Regions from separate parts of the Mus musculus genome. Here region 2 is linked to region 1. Evidence: chromatin contacts called from public Hi-C data. All regions are on one chromosome and are shown on one strand. The core of a region is the stretch at or near the end of the contact, and the rest is flanking DNA. Distances in the headings are between cores, read along the strand shown.

Evidence for each region. A called contact is a pair of places that touch in the nucleus more often than the background predicts.
Region 2: a Hi-C map of cortical neurons shows a contact between it and region 1, with 2.1 times the contacts expected there. The contact joins the promoter of Fgfr1op2 here to the enhancer-like site in region 1. A contact is called at or near these places in 2 of 39 promoter capture datasets (the 3T3-L1 cell line and pre-B cells), 2 of 484 Hi-C or Micro-C datasets (B cells and cortical neurons) and 1 of 115 datasets of contacts at active chromatin or transcription factors (astrocytes).

What each region holds. Positions count from the first base shown.
Region 1 is chr6:145,371,209-145,377,415 of GRCm38.p6, reverse strand. LOC105247329 (a long non-coding RNA gene) reads left to right here. Exons shown (of 4, transcript XR_001785414.2): 2 at 793-939; 3 at 2,306-2,500. Among named protein-coding and RNA genes, the nearest start is that of Gm38926, 26 kb to the right of the region's middle. Within about 2 kb of position 3,470, at least 93 of the 459 cell types and tissues checked have an H3K27ac peak or open chromatin away from gene starts, as enhancers often do. A contact at or near this core is called in B cells and cortical neurons, where this site is marked.
Region 2 is chr6:146,574,854-146,581,060 of GRCm38.p6, reverse strand. It overlaps Fgfr1op2 (FGFR1 oncogene partner 2), which reads right to left and starts at 3,150. Exons shown (of 7, transcript NM_026218.2): 1 at 2,853-3,150. Ints13 (integrator complex subunit 13) reads left to right here and starts at 3,226. Exons shown (of 18, transcript NM_138757.2): 1 at 3,226-3,760; 2 at 4,601-4,836. The coding sequence starts at 4,612.

The DNA.
Region 1 (6,207 bases), core at 2,221-4,720:
AGTACGAGGACCTTTGCTGTGTCATGCCACAATAGAGGACCGATACGGGGGCCAGTCACATTTTTCAGTGTTAATGTGTTTTTTAAATGTATCCCGGTGGCTGGAGAGATAACTCAGTAGTTAAGATACTTGCTTCTTTCTCAGAGGAGCCAGGTTTACCCCTCAGGACCCACATCCAGCTTGCAATAGTCTAACTCAGTTCCAGAGGAACCTGAAGCAGCCTTTCGGTCTCCAAGGGCACTGCTTGCACAGAGCATACACAGACAAGAAGGCTCACACACAGATACATACATGAAATTAATTGAATTTTAATTAAAAGTGATAAAATATGTGTGGGATGCCTGTGTGTGTACGTGTGTGTATGTATGTATGCATGTGTGTATGCGTGTACATGTGTGTTTATGTATTCATGTGTGTGTATGTGTGTGCGTGTGTGTATGTGGGTGTGTGTATGTATGTGTGTGTGTGTGTTCATGTGTTTTTGTGTGTGTGTTCATGTGCGTGTGTGTGCGTGCGTGTGTGTGTGTATGTATGCATGTGTGTGTATGGGGGGGTTGGGTGTGTGTGTATTTATGCGTGTGTGTGTGTGTGTGTGTGTGTGTGTGTGTGTGTGTGTGTGTCTGGACCCCACGGAAGAGGTTAGAGGACAGCTCGCTTTCTCATTCCACGTGAGTTATGTTTAGCAAAATGCCGTGAGCTCTCATGGGCTTAGCTTCTGACATCCCTAAGAGACATTCTCAGGGCACACTCCGCATTCCTGTCTCTCACAGCCTGTCCCCCTCTCTTCCGCAGTACCCCCAACCCTGATATGCACGAGTTTTATTGCTGGTATACCTGTTTCGACTGGGCTCCACAAGATCTCTTGTTTCCTGTATTTGATAAGTGTGGTTTTCTGCAAAGGTCTCCATCGGTTGCAAAGAGACGTCTCCTTGATGAAGGGTGAGGACTGCACTTACGTCTGAGGATCTGGAGACTCAAACGGAATGTTTAAATGTATTCCAATGGAATCACTGTAGAGGTGGTACCCCCGACTCCTCCCTTAGACCCGAAGATGTTGCTAGGCAGCACCCGTGGGCCAGCTCTGCATCAAATGGCTCCTCCTGCTCTCCCTACAGGTGCAAGGGTCATAGCCTCCCTGTAGGGGAGGGCTTATGAACATGGAAAAGTGAATGCTAGACAGATGAGATCAGCCTCAATTTACCATATGGACCCACAGCCCAAGGAGGAAGGATGCATCACACCTCTATGGGGTCCATATGGCTGCTTGACTCAGGAACAGGGAACTGTGGAGGACCGGCTTCGTGGTATGGAGAAGGGGAGCTGAGCCCAGTCTTTACCCATGTATGTGACTGCTCTGCTTAAGTAACTCCTGAGAGACAGGCATGTGCTAGGTCTGGTCCTTTCAGTGAAGAGGTCTGCTGGAGCTGGGGGCTCTGTGTGAGAGCAGGAGGGTGGGTGCTGGGGGATTGCAGCTAGGCCAGTCGGAGCTCCCCCAGGTTTCCCAGCTGTCAAGGCAGAACTTAACACTGGTCAAGGCCTGACATTGCAAAAGGGGCCTTCCAAGGAAAGTCTGACAGATGATTGCTGGCACACCCTGATGACTCGATGTCAGGGTGCAGGTAAGAAACTGAGAGGCAAGGTCTGTCGCAAGCCTGGATGCTCTTCTTCCAGGCCAGAGTTAGATTCTGGCTACAAGAGCCCTGTATACCAGCAAAGTTCTCTCAAGTTCCCAAACACACAGAGCCCATGGCTCTGAGATTTGTTCTTTCCATTGAGATCCTACAGACTTGAGTTCATCTTCTGCTATGCCAATGTAATAATTTGGAGGGAAGTATGTCTTGGGATTGTATAAGAGCCATCTGTGGGAAGCGTGAGTGATAAACCCCACGTTGGTCTAAGGTTGTGACCTGAGAGCCGTGGTGAACGAAAACTCTCCTGTCCCACAGAGAATTTACATGGGGTTTGTACATACCAGCCTTGATTTATTTCTCTGGCTTAGCTGCAAGGTGCATGTTATTCTCTGGGTATTTAAATATCACCAATAAATGACAAAGTTAAATGCTTAAAAATTTTAGTTAACTGGCCTCTTCAAGTGTTTTCAAAGAGACAAATGGGAAGAGATACAATATGTTAGTGGACATGAGAGAGTGGGGGAGGGGACATTTGGTGGGCATAAGCAAGTAGGGGGGTTGGTGGACATGAGAGAGTGGGGGAGGGGGCATTTGCCTCTAGCATATTCAGCACACCATATGGATGTTTTTGTCTTCACAATGATTTAAGAAAACATATTTTTCTAACTTTGCAGATGAAAAAGTTGAGCCAAGAGTATCCAGTAGCTACCACAGGAGAACCGCTTGTTAGCCAGAAGCAAGATGCAGTGGGCTGCCCACCTGGTCTCCAGAGTGTGTCTCCTCTGCTGACATCAGACCCATTTCTTCAGCATTTCAACACAAGTCAAAGACAAGCAGCTTCCAGGAAACTTCTAGTCCCTCCACAGCAGGTGAGTACTGCTGAAGCCTCCAGCTTAGGGTCCTTAGCCTCTGCAGTGTAGAGACAGCCATTGGGCTATCCAGCCCTATCAAGTCAGTCAATCTGGTGAATTCTCATGGATGTAAGTATGTGTATATATGTTTACACAGTCACAGTGTGTGTATGCATTCTCCCTGCCCTGTTCCTCTAAAACTCTGACAAACCACAGAGGAGTGCCCAGAGGTCACCAAGTTCTTGCTCCCAGACTAAAGGACTGCTCATAACATGAGGTACCTGCATCTCTAGAACCTGTCTGTCTCTCCACGTCTTTGCTCTGGTGTCAACTTTACCTGTAACCACTCTGTTACCATGACAGCAAGGCAGGAAGCAAGAGAGTGTGGGGACAGTGGAGGAGTTTGAACATGACAATCGAGGCTTAGTGGCCCACACCTGTCACTCCAGTAGTAGGGAGGCCAAGACAGGAGGATCTCCAGTCAAGGCCAGCATGGCTTACAGAATGAGACTCTATCATCCAAACAAACAACACACACACACACACACACACACACACACACACACACCCCAAAACAAAACATACCAAGGAGAGTGGGTGCATCATGCAGGGCCTGGTTACCTGCATGGTCCACTCGGCCATACTTGGAGGCCATCTGGACCCACTGAACCTCAGAGTAGAGAGGATGAGGAGGCTTGTGAGTCCTTTTCTGTCTGTCTAAGCGCACAGTGAGCTCACTCACTGCCCTGGGTGGTGTCTAGAGGATTAAAGAAAACAAGAAATGAAAGCACTAATCCTGGTGCCTAGCACACATCAATCACCAAGTGTGAGACCGCAGCGCCGAGGATGGAAGCTAGCGCTGTGCTCAGTGACAGCCTGCACAGTCATGCTTGAGTAAAAGCTTCCTGGTGTGGACTTGAAGGATGAATAACAGGAATCTGCATGTCGTGGGGGTGGCATGCGAGTGGGTGTGTGAAGCCTCATGAGCAGGATGTGCAGGGATAAAAATAGCCCTCCAGGCAGCTGGTAAACACCTTCCATGGGGAGACAGTAAGACACCATGGTCTTCTTCCCATTTTCCAAAATGTCATCTCTCATCAGCCAAGAGCTTTGAAGAATGTTTGGTCCTAGTGACTCATCACCACCATAAACCAATCAATCACTGTGACTCATTCCCATCCCTGTTGGAGCAGCAATACAGACAAGTAGTGTGTGAATGCTCGAGAGTATGTGAGTGTGTTTGTGTGTGAGAATATGTGTGAGTGTATGTGTATGTGAGTGTAAGTGTGTGTATGTGACTGTGTGTGTATGAGTGGTATGAGTATATATGTGAGTGTGTGTGTGACTGCATAACTGTGTGAGTGTATGTGTATGTGAGGTGTGTGTCTATGTGAGTGTGCATGAGTGTGTATGAGTATATATGGGACTGTGTGTGTGCATGTGTGACTGTATGAGTGTGTGTGTATGTGAGTGTGTATGTGTGAATGTGAGCCTGTATGAACGAGTGTGTATGTGAGAGAGAGAGAGAGAGAGTGTGTGTGTGTGTGTGTGTGTGTGTGTGTGTATGCACATGTACACATACAGATGTGCCTCTCTGCACCTGAGACTTGCTTTCTGCAGAGTAGAGAACATTCGTTTAAGCACAGGAGAGTTGATAGTGGGCTGTTCCACCATGAGAATCAGCAATGGTGGAACGACACCAGCGTTAAACAACAAAATCCAAAGGACGGAAAGAGTCAAGCACTGTGCTTGTTTTTTGGTTGGTTTTATTTTCTTAGTGGTTGAACCCAGGGCCTTGTGTGTGCGAGAAAAACACTACTTCTGGGCTGTTAAAACATCTCTATTATGCTGACATTTTGTGATGTGGGCCCAAGAAAGTATTATAAAAATGCATATTTCAATGCAACATTTAAAATTTTCCTAGCACCTGGAAATAGTGATGAACCTGATGATGCTTCTCTTGACCTAACGGCGCGGGAAGGAGTGGAGAGCCCGAGAGAAGCCATGTTGAAATGCTCTCTTTCACTTGGTCGTCTGCACTCAGGCTTCCTGTGTCTGGTATGTGATCATGCCAAGGTTAAACATTTAAGAGAAAAGTAGGGAATGCGAAGACATTTCAAAACGTTGTGTCAACTTAGCTCCTTCCAGATCTAAGCCCCAGTACTAGCTTATTATATTTTGAATAGATATGGAGAAATAAATAATAAAAGCAGCTTCATTTGCCACTGACGGGCAACATATGAGCACAGCGTAGAATGTTCGAGGAGGCAATATTGTCACTGAAGCAACTGAACCAGACTTACACACAGCAACTGTTAAGTAGCTAGGGCAGTGAAGGGCAGGTACGCATAATGCTACTTCCAGGTACATAAAATACAACTACTTATTATTGACTTGTAAGCTATGGGTTAGAAGAAATATAAACAAGCTCAATACAGTGTTGACTCTGGGGAAGAGGAAGAAGAGAAAGAAGGAGAAGAGACAGGAAGTGGACTCAGCTTTATCATTCAGGTTAAAAACAACAGAGTAAGCTGTTGACAGCTGGGACTGGAAAGGCAGCCGGCACACCTACTAAAAGTGTGCCCTCCTCCTGTGGAGAACTAGAGTTTGGTTCCCAGCAGCCATGCCCCATTCACAGGGCTCACAGCTGCTATCAACTCCAGCTCCAAGAGAATAACCCTCTAACCCTCTGCTGGCCTCTGCTGGTAGCTGTAGTCAGTTCTCTCTCTCTCTCTCTCTCTCTCTCTCTCTCTCTCTCTCTCTCTCTCTCTCTCTCTCTCTCTCTCTCTCTCTCCCTCTCTCTCACACACACACACACGCATGTGTCATTTCAAACTCTTTTAAAAGAATGCTGACATTATGACTTAGCTACACGATTGCATTTTTATCTTAGAATTCTTCATCAGACTTTATAAGTCTAGTGTGACTAAAAGTACAGTTCCAAATAAATGAAAGATAGTATATTCTGAGCCAAAGTGAACTTTTATAGCCATGAAACAAAAGATAGTAATAAATCAATACATTAACCAAACAAAATTGTGGGGAAGTCGGGTAGATGGGCTATAGCAAAACAGGGAGACCATGATAGGTTTCATATGCTATCTGATGTGGTCTGCGTTAATATATTCAAAGTGGAAGATGACTCACCAGATAAAGGAAGGCCTGTTTCCAAGCCTGATGACTGGGTTCCCTGGAGAGAGACCTGACTCTCACAAATTATCCTCTAATCTCCACATCTAGCCTAGGCACATCTAACCCTAACCCTAACCCTAACCCTAACCCTAACCCTAACCAAGCACACGCACACGCACACACACACACACACACAAAATGCAATTTAAAATTATAACAGTATGATGAGGTTTAATCTGAGAGCCAAGAGGATGCTAGGTGTGGTGGTTTGAATGAGAATGGCCCCATAGACTCAGATAGTTACTTGGTCCCCAATTAGTGCAACTGTTTGAAAGGATTAGGAAGTATGGCATCATTGTTGAAGGACTGGGTATCACTCTTAGGGGCAGGCTTTGAGGTCTCAAAAGACTCATACCATTCCCAGTGTGCCTGTCTCTACCTCCTACTTATGGATCAAGAAGAGAGCTCTCAGCCATCCCTGCCTCCGTGATGTGAGCTCTCAGCCATCCCTGCCACCATGATGTAAGCTCTCAGCTGTCCCTGCCTCTGTGATGTGAGTTCTCAGCCATCCCTGCCACCATGATGTGAGCTCT
Region 2 (6,207 bases), core at 1,901-4,400, 1.2 Mb before region 1:
ATCCACACAGAAGGAATTATAAACAGAAAACTCAACACCTAATTAACATTTCAGAAAAACAGTGACACAGCTTCTGAAAATCTATATACTCATTTCCTGTTTGTAAACCTCAGAAAAGCTTAAAATGTTTTATAATGTGAATCTGTTTTGCCATCCTTTTTGAAAGATGCTTCTCTTCCCTTTTGACCAGTAAATAAAGTGGGATACTGTTTAACACATTCTGTTACACACTAAAAAAAATGACTCCAATTTAAAAAAGGAATATTTTCAATGTATTTGCTTATTTTCTCAGTGCTTGTCTTAACTAGCCATAATACACTTAAATTATTTTAAACAGGTAGGCTCAAATTACAAAGGTACACCTTTAAGAAACAAGTTTCCTTTCTTCTTTTGCTTCCTGCTTTAGCCACATTTTCACCCACTCGACCACTAAGACATCTGCAGTCAGAGTCTTACAGATGGTCCAGAACATTCTGCTGCTCCTTAGAGAAACCACCACCCACCCACAGCAGCAACTGCCAGCTGGTTACTTTTTAGCTTTAGTTAAGGAAAAATCCGAAAAAATTCAAGTAACTCTTGTTTCTTTCATAAACAAATCTACTAATTACCCAATTTCTGGAGATTTAAAAAAAATGGTGACATATGACAGCTGTATTTTTAAATGTCAGGAGTTTAAATTGTTACTGCTCGGGTGGGTACCTCTAGTGTTTGTAAATACAAAGGTAATATATTAACTGGCACATGAAAATAGCAAAATAAAAATGTGTTTCAAGTCATTCAGAGAAATACTTTAAGAGATCAAGAATGTATATAGTCAAATATGGTGGTACATACTTTTAATCTCAGCACTAGGGAGGCAGAGCCAGGTGATTATCTGTGAACTTAAGGCCAGCCTGGTCTATCAAGTGAGTTCTAGGACAGTCAAGTCTACGTACAGATTCCAACAACAACTCATAAACAAACATAAAGAATGTATATAAAGAACACATAAAAATGAGTATCTTGTAAAGACATATAAACTATTTGAAATTACAGAAAGTTTCTATTCTTCCTGAAAATTAATGTACTTGGAGCTTGAGGAAGAAAAGCAGTTCTTTTTTTGTTTGTGTTTTGTTTTGTTTTTGTTTTTTGAGACAGGGTTTCTCTGTGTAGCCCTGGCTGTCCTGGAACTCACTCTGTAGACCAGGCTGTCCTCGAACCCAGAAATCTACCTGCCTCTGTCTCCCAAGTGCTGGGATTAAAGGCATGTGCCACCACCGCCTGGCTGAAAAGCAGTTCTTAAAGTTGAAAGGAACACAATTTGAGAGAAAGAGCACATTGAATGAAGACCAATTTATATGCTCCTTAAAATCGTGGCTATGCTGTGTGTGTGTTCAAATTAACAATCCAAAAAAGGACTAACCTAACCCAAACCAGTTATTTCTAACATATGGCCAAGAGTCGGTAAAATTTTTCTTATGCTGAGCACTATCAAAAACATTTGCATCACATAAAATCCTAGTTGTCAAACATGATACTAACATAGAGTCATTTGAATACATAGGGTGTGTGCATGCATGTGCTTTTGATATTATATACAATCTCCAACCACTAACAACAAAAGTACAATTACATAAGTGTTAGGAGTACATGACTGCTCATGTTCAAAGCAGGTAAGTAAAGGCTTTTACCCTAAAAAAAGTTCCTTTAGGTTCTAATATTCTGACTTCTAAGAGACAGAATTTTTATATCAAATTCTTTAGAATGACATTATAAATAAATATATATATGTGCGTGTATGTGTATATATATATATATATATATATTGCTTGCTCTGTGCCAACACTGAGATAGCATTTGTTTTAAACATGAATAAGACATGATTCCAGACTCAAGTTCAAGCTGGCAGGAGAGACAGGTAATTGAACAAATAATACATCCTAATGAATACTGCAAAACTATGTCAAGAGCTATCCGAGTTCATTGTACTGTCAATGTCACCGGAGGGAGTCTAAAAAGAATCATCTATGAATTGGGTTTTGATAGATGATAAGACAGAAGGAAAAGCAAGCATTCTAGCAGACTATATGGACTCACATGGCACAGTGTTTGGAAAGGAATTAGGGGTGGCAATAAGATGACACTGAAAAGGTAAAATATGATGAGATAGGATGGTAAAAAACCCTGATGAATCGATATGCTTAAATTAGAACTTGAAAAAGTTTCAGGCGAATACATGTCACAGTAAGTATGGAAGGCTGAGGCGGGGACACCGGTTTGGGGTGGAGGAAGGGCAACTGTAACAGTCACAGTGAAAGAAGCAAAAAAACCTGGTGCAGTGTGAGTGGAATACAGAACGTAGGCAGTTCTGAGGTCCGTGTTCTGGAAAGGAGGACGGGAAGAAAAGAGAGTCCTCACTCTTGAGGAGCAGACACAGATGCTGGTAGCAATATAAAAAGCATGTGTCTTTCAAAGAAAACCTTAGAATGGGATAAAGAAAGAATGCGTGCAGACCACACACACCAATAAGCATCCTGTCCACACACATCACTCTGAAAGCAGAGAACTGCACTGTTCTTGAAAATGGTGGAATGCACACACTTGGAGCTTCTGAAACATTTGTCTGGAGAAAACCAGTTTTTCAACTTGAAACCGAATTTGGAAGGCCGCTGAGGGACTCAAACGATCCCAGCAGCTCCCTCAGGACCGTGGCTAAGTCCCAGGCGCAAACGCGGTCAAGTGTGCTGAGGTAAACTCAACAGTGACAAGTCCCTCAGGCCACCGCCCACGGAGCTCCCGAGTGGCAGGAAGGGGAACCCGGAAGGGGTGTCCCGCGGCGTGCAGGCCCAGGGTTTTCAGGGAACTTTCCGTACCTCAGTTCCCGGCAGGACCTCAGGGAGAGCACGGAGAGAGGAAGCCCGGCTCAGAGGCTCGCCCACGCGTGTAGTTATTCCACTGCGCTTCAGTCCCCCTGGGGCGACGACCACCCGCGAGGTGGAGTGCCCACGGAGTGGTCTCCGCGCCCTCGCTGCGCCTGCTCAGCGAGCGGACGCACAGTCCTGCTCACACAGCGGCGGGACGTACGGGAAACCCACTCGTCTCGGCCCCATCCCGGGCGGACCAGAACCTCCGCGACCCGCAGCCGCTGAGCGACAAGCCTCGCGAGACTTCCCTCTGCTGGTTCCCGAAGGCCCCACCCCCGGTAAACGGCTGGCCGTTGATTGGAGAACGGGGAGGGGGCGGGGCTTCTCTCCTCGCCCCCCTCTCAAGGTTTTGCTCTGCCGCTCGCACACTCTCGCGTGTTTTCCGAGGGGCTACCGGCCCGGACTGGAGGCGGAGAGGGGAGGTTGGGTGGGTAGGCTCTGCCTGTCCAGAGCCGAGGCTGGCTTGTCCCGGCCGTGGCTTAGTACTTTGTGGGGGGATCTCTCGGGTCGTCCTGACCGTTCTTCCCTACGGTTGATTGGGAACAAATGTTAAAGGCTTTTTTTTTCCCCTCACTTGCTCCGCCCTCTTCCGGTTCGGCCTCTGGTGGCTTCTAAGGAGAAGGGAAGATGGCGGGGCTGTGCGAGAGCGCCGTGCGCACGCGCGAGTCCGAGTGCGCTCTTGTGCTTGCACGCGCATGCGCGCGCCCCTGCGTTTAAGCAGCCGGAGTGTTGGGAGATGAGCCGGGCAGTCAGTCTTCTGCGGGTTGTACCAGACCGACTGTGCGCCGACTCCCCACCCACCCTCGTCCGCCTTCTCTCTCAGCCTCCGTTCATTCACTGCAGGACCAGGCACGAAAGTAAGCGAACCTCGATGCCGAGGTCTTCCCCATCCACTCACCTCGTTCGCCGCCCCCCACCCCCCTTGCAGTCAGGTGTGTGCAGAAGGTTTGCAGACAGGGACTTTGGCGGGGAGGGGCGGTGCGTTCCAGAGCAGCAGGAGGTAATAGCGGGACCCTAAGGTGGTTTGTTACCTTGAACACTTGCTGTTTCCCAGGTGCTTTAGAATGTAGGTTTAAAAAAAAAATTTTTTTTTTTTTGGTCTGTAAAATTTTAGGAGCGAAGCAGGGCAGTGCACCACATGTTCTGTGTTTATAAGAAAAAGTTTTAGAAGTGTTTTCTCTTCGCCAGCATGGGATAGCATCTGCTTGTTGTGGTCTACGTGGTGAATTACTGTAGTGTATTGCAAGTGGAGGGAGAGGATGAGTTTGAAGCCATAGAAAGACGCAATATGCAGTTACCGTAGGAGATGTGTGTCTATTTTGGGTTGTACTTTTGCTGTCAGTCTTTTCCTGTTGATTTCCCTTAGCCCCTAACAAGGATCACCATAAATACATTTGAGGAATTAGATCTGTGATTTGTAGGCATAAGAATCAAATACAATGTGCACAGATGTTTTCTTCTATTTTAAGTGCTTTGTAAAAGAAAAAAAGAAGTATGAACTAACTTCATTTGGTAGATAGACTGCATGGTATGATGTGGCATATTCTTTGAACTGGCACCATTACTTTGGCCTTTTTTGCACAAAATTCTCAGAACTTAGGATCCGTATCAAATCTTGAAAACACACTTAAGTGAGAAATCATTTATGATAAATGTTATGTGTCATCGTTTTGACTAGTTTGTTTATCCTTTTACAGGTTAAAACAAAATGAAGATTTTTTCTGAATCTCATAAAACAGTGTTTGTTGTGGATCACTGCCCATACATGGCAGAATCCTGTAGGCAGCATGTGGAGTTTGATATGCTGGTGAAGAACAGGACCCAAGGCATCATCCCTTTGGCTCCCATCTCCAAATCCTTGTGGACTTGCTCAGTAGAATCTTCCATGGAATATTGTAGAATAATGTATGACATATTTCCTTTCAAAAAGCTGGTGAGTGTTATGAACACAATTGTGATGGGATGATGTACTTAATTAACTGTGTCTATAATTATTATGTGAATTTACTGTAGATTTATAACTGTATAGTTCAAATGTATGTAGAGCTGCCCTTTATGATTAGTGCAGTGTTGGTATTTAGTTGCAGACAGCAGTAATGATGGCGCTGAGCACTTACAAGATCCAGGTGTATCCCAAAGTACTGTATACCTACTGGCCTCTCCAACAGTCCAGTGAAGTATGTACTATCTATACATGTTAGGCCATATATAAAGTATGTTGTAAGCATGGAACAGGCACTGAACTTTGAGAACAATTGGGAATGTTGAGGTTATTTTGTAGCCCTGGCTGTCCTGGATCTCACTTTGTAGACCAAGTTGGCCTTGGACTCACAGAAGTCCACCTTTCTCTCAAGTGCTGGGATTAAAGATGTGAACCATTTCCCCAACTCCAAAAAACTAAGTTTTTGTTGTTGTTGTTGCTGGTGTTTTGTTTTTCTTTTCTTTTGTTTTCATCAGTAAGAGGAAACATTGACATTTGATAGAAATTCCAAATATTAAAGTTACCTTTAGGTTTGAGTATCTTAGATGTTTCAGGGTTATTTGCAAGTAGATGGCATGTGTTCGATCTTACTTGCAGAAGCCTAAGCTGGAACCTAGCAGATGAGATTTTTTTGCTTGGCCAAGGTCCTTATCATCTTACCTGATCGGATTTTGTTTTGTTGTGGTGCTAGGATTGATGCTAACACTGCATGATAGGCAAACACTATATCACTGAGTTGTATTTTCATCCCTTACAGTATTTTTTAACTTTGTATTTTACTGAGGGTGAAGAAAGAATGTAGTTTATGACTGTTATTTGCCTGTCAGTGTGGCTGTCTGTGCCTTTCATGGCTATCAGTGCTCAAATACCCTGCTTCTTCAGGGTTACCTTTAAACCTTCTACTTGTTTTGGATTTTGCCTTTTGGGAAGTGTATTTAAATTTAAGACCTTTTACATCTGCTGTTTGCTGTACTTGGAGTTATCTATTCCTGGCTTGTTTTGTGGCTGGTTCACTAGTCAATTTGTAGCCCCCTCAAGTTGCTACGTCTGTAGAGGGCCTATGTGTCAACACCTGGTCTTGAGTAGTTTTGAGTTACTTTTCATAGCATTTATCATTCCCTGAAATGACCCTGTACATTATATTTGCTTGTGTTTTTCCTATACTGCTTTACCACATTTTTCACCCCAGACATTCTCTACATTGTGACAGAACTGTTTTATCTATCTCTTCTTTCCCATATACTCAGTGCTGGAATAGCAGCTGCATGTCCCAGGCATTTATGCCTGTACAGTAGATGGATCAGATGATTTCCAGTGCTAGGA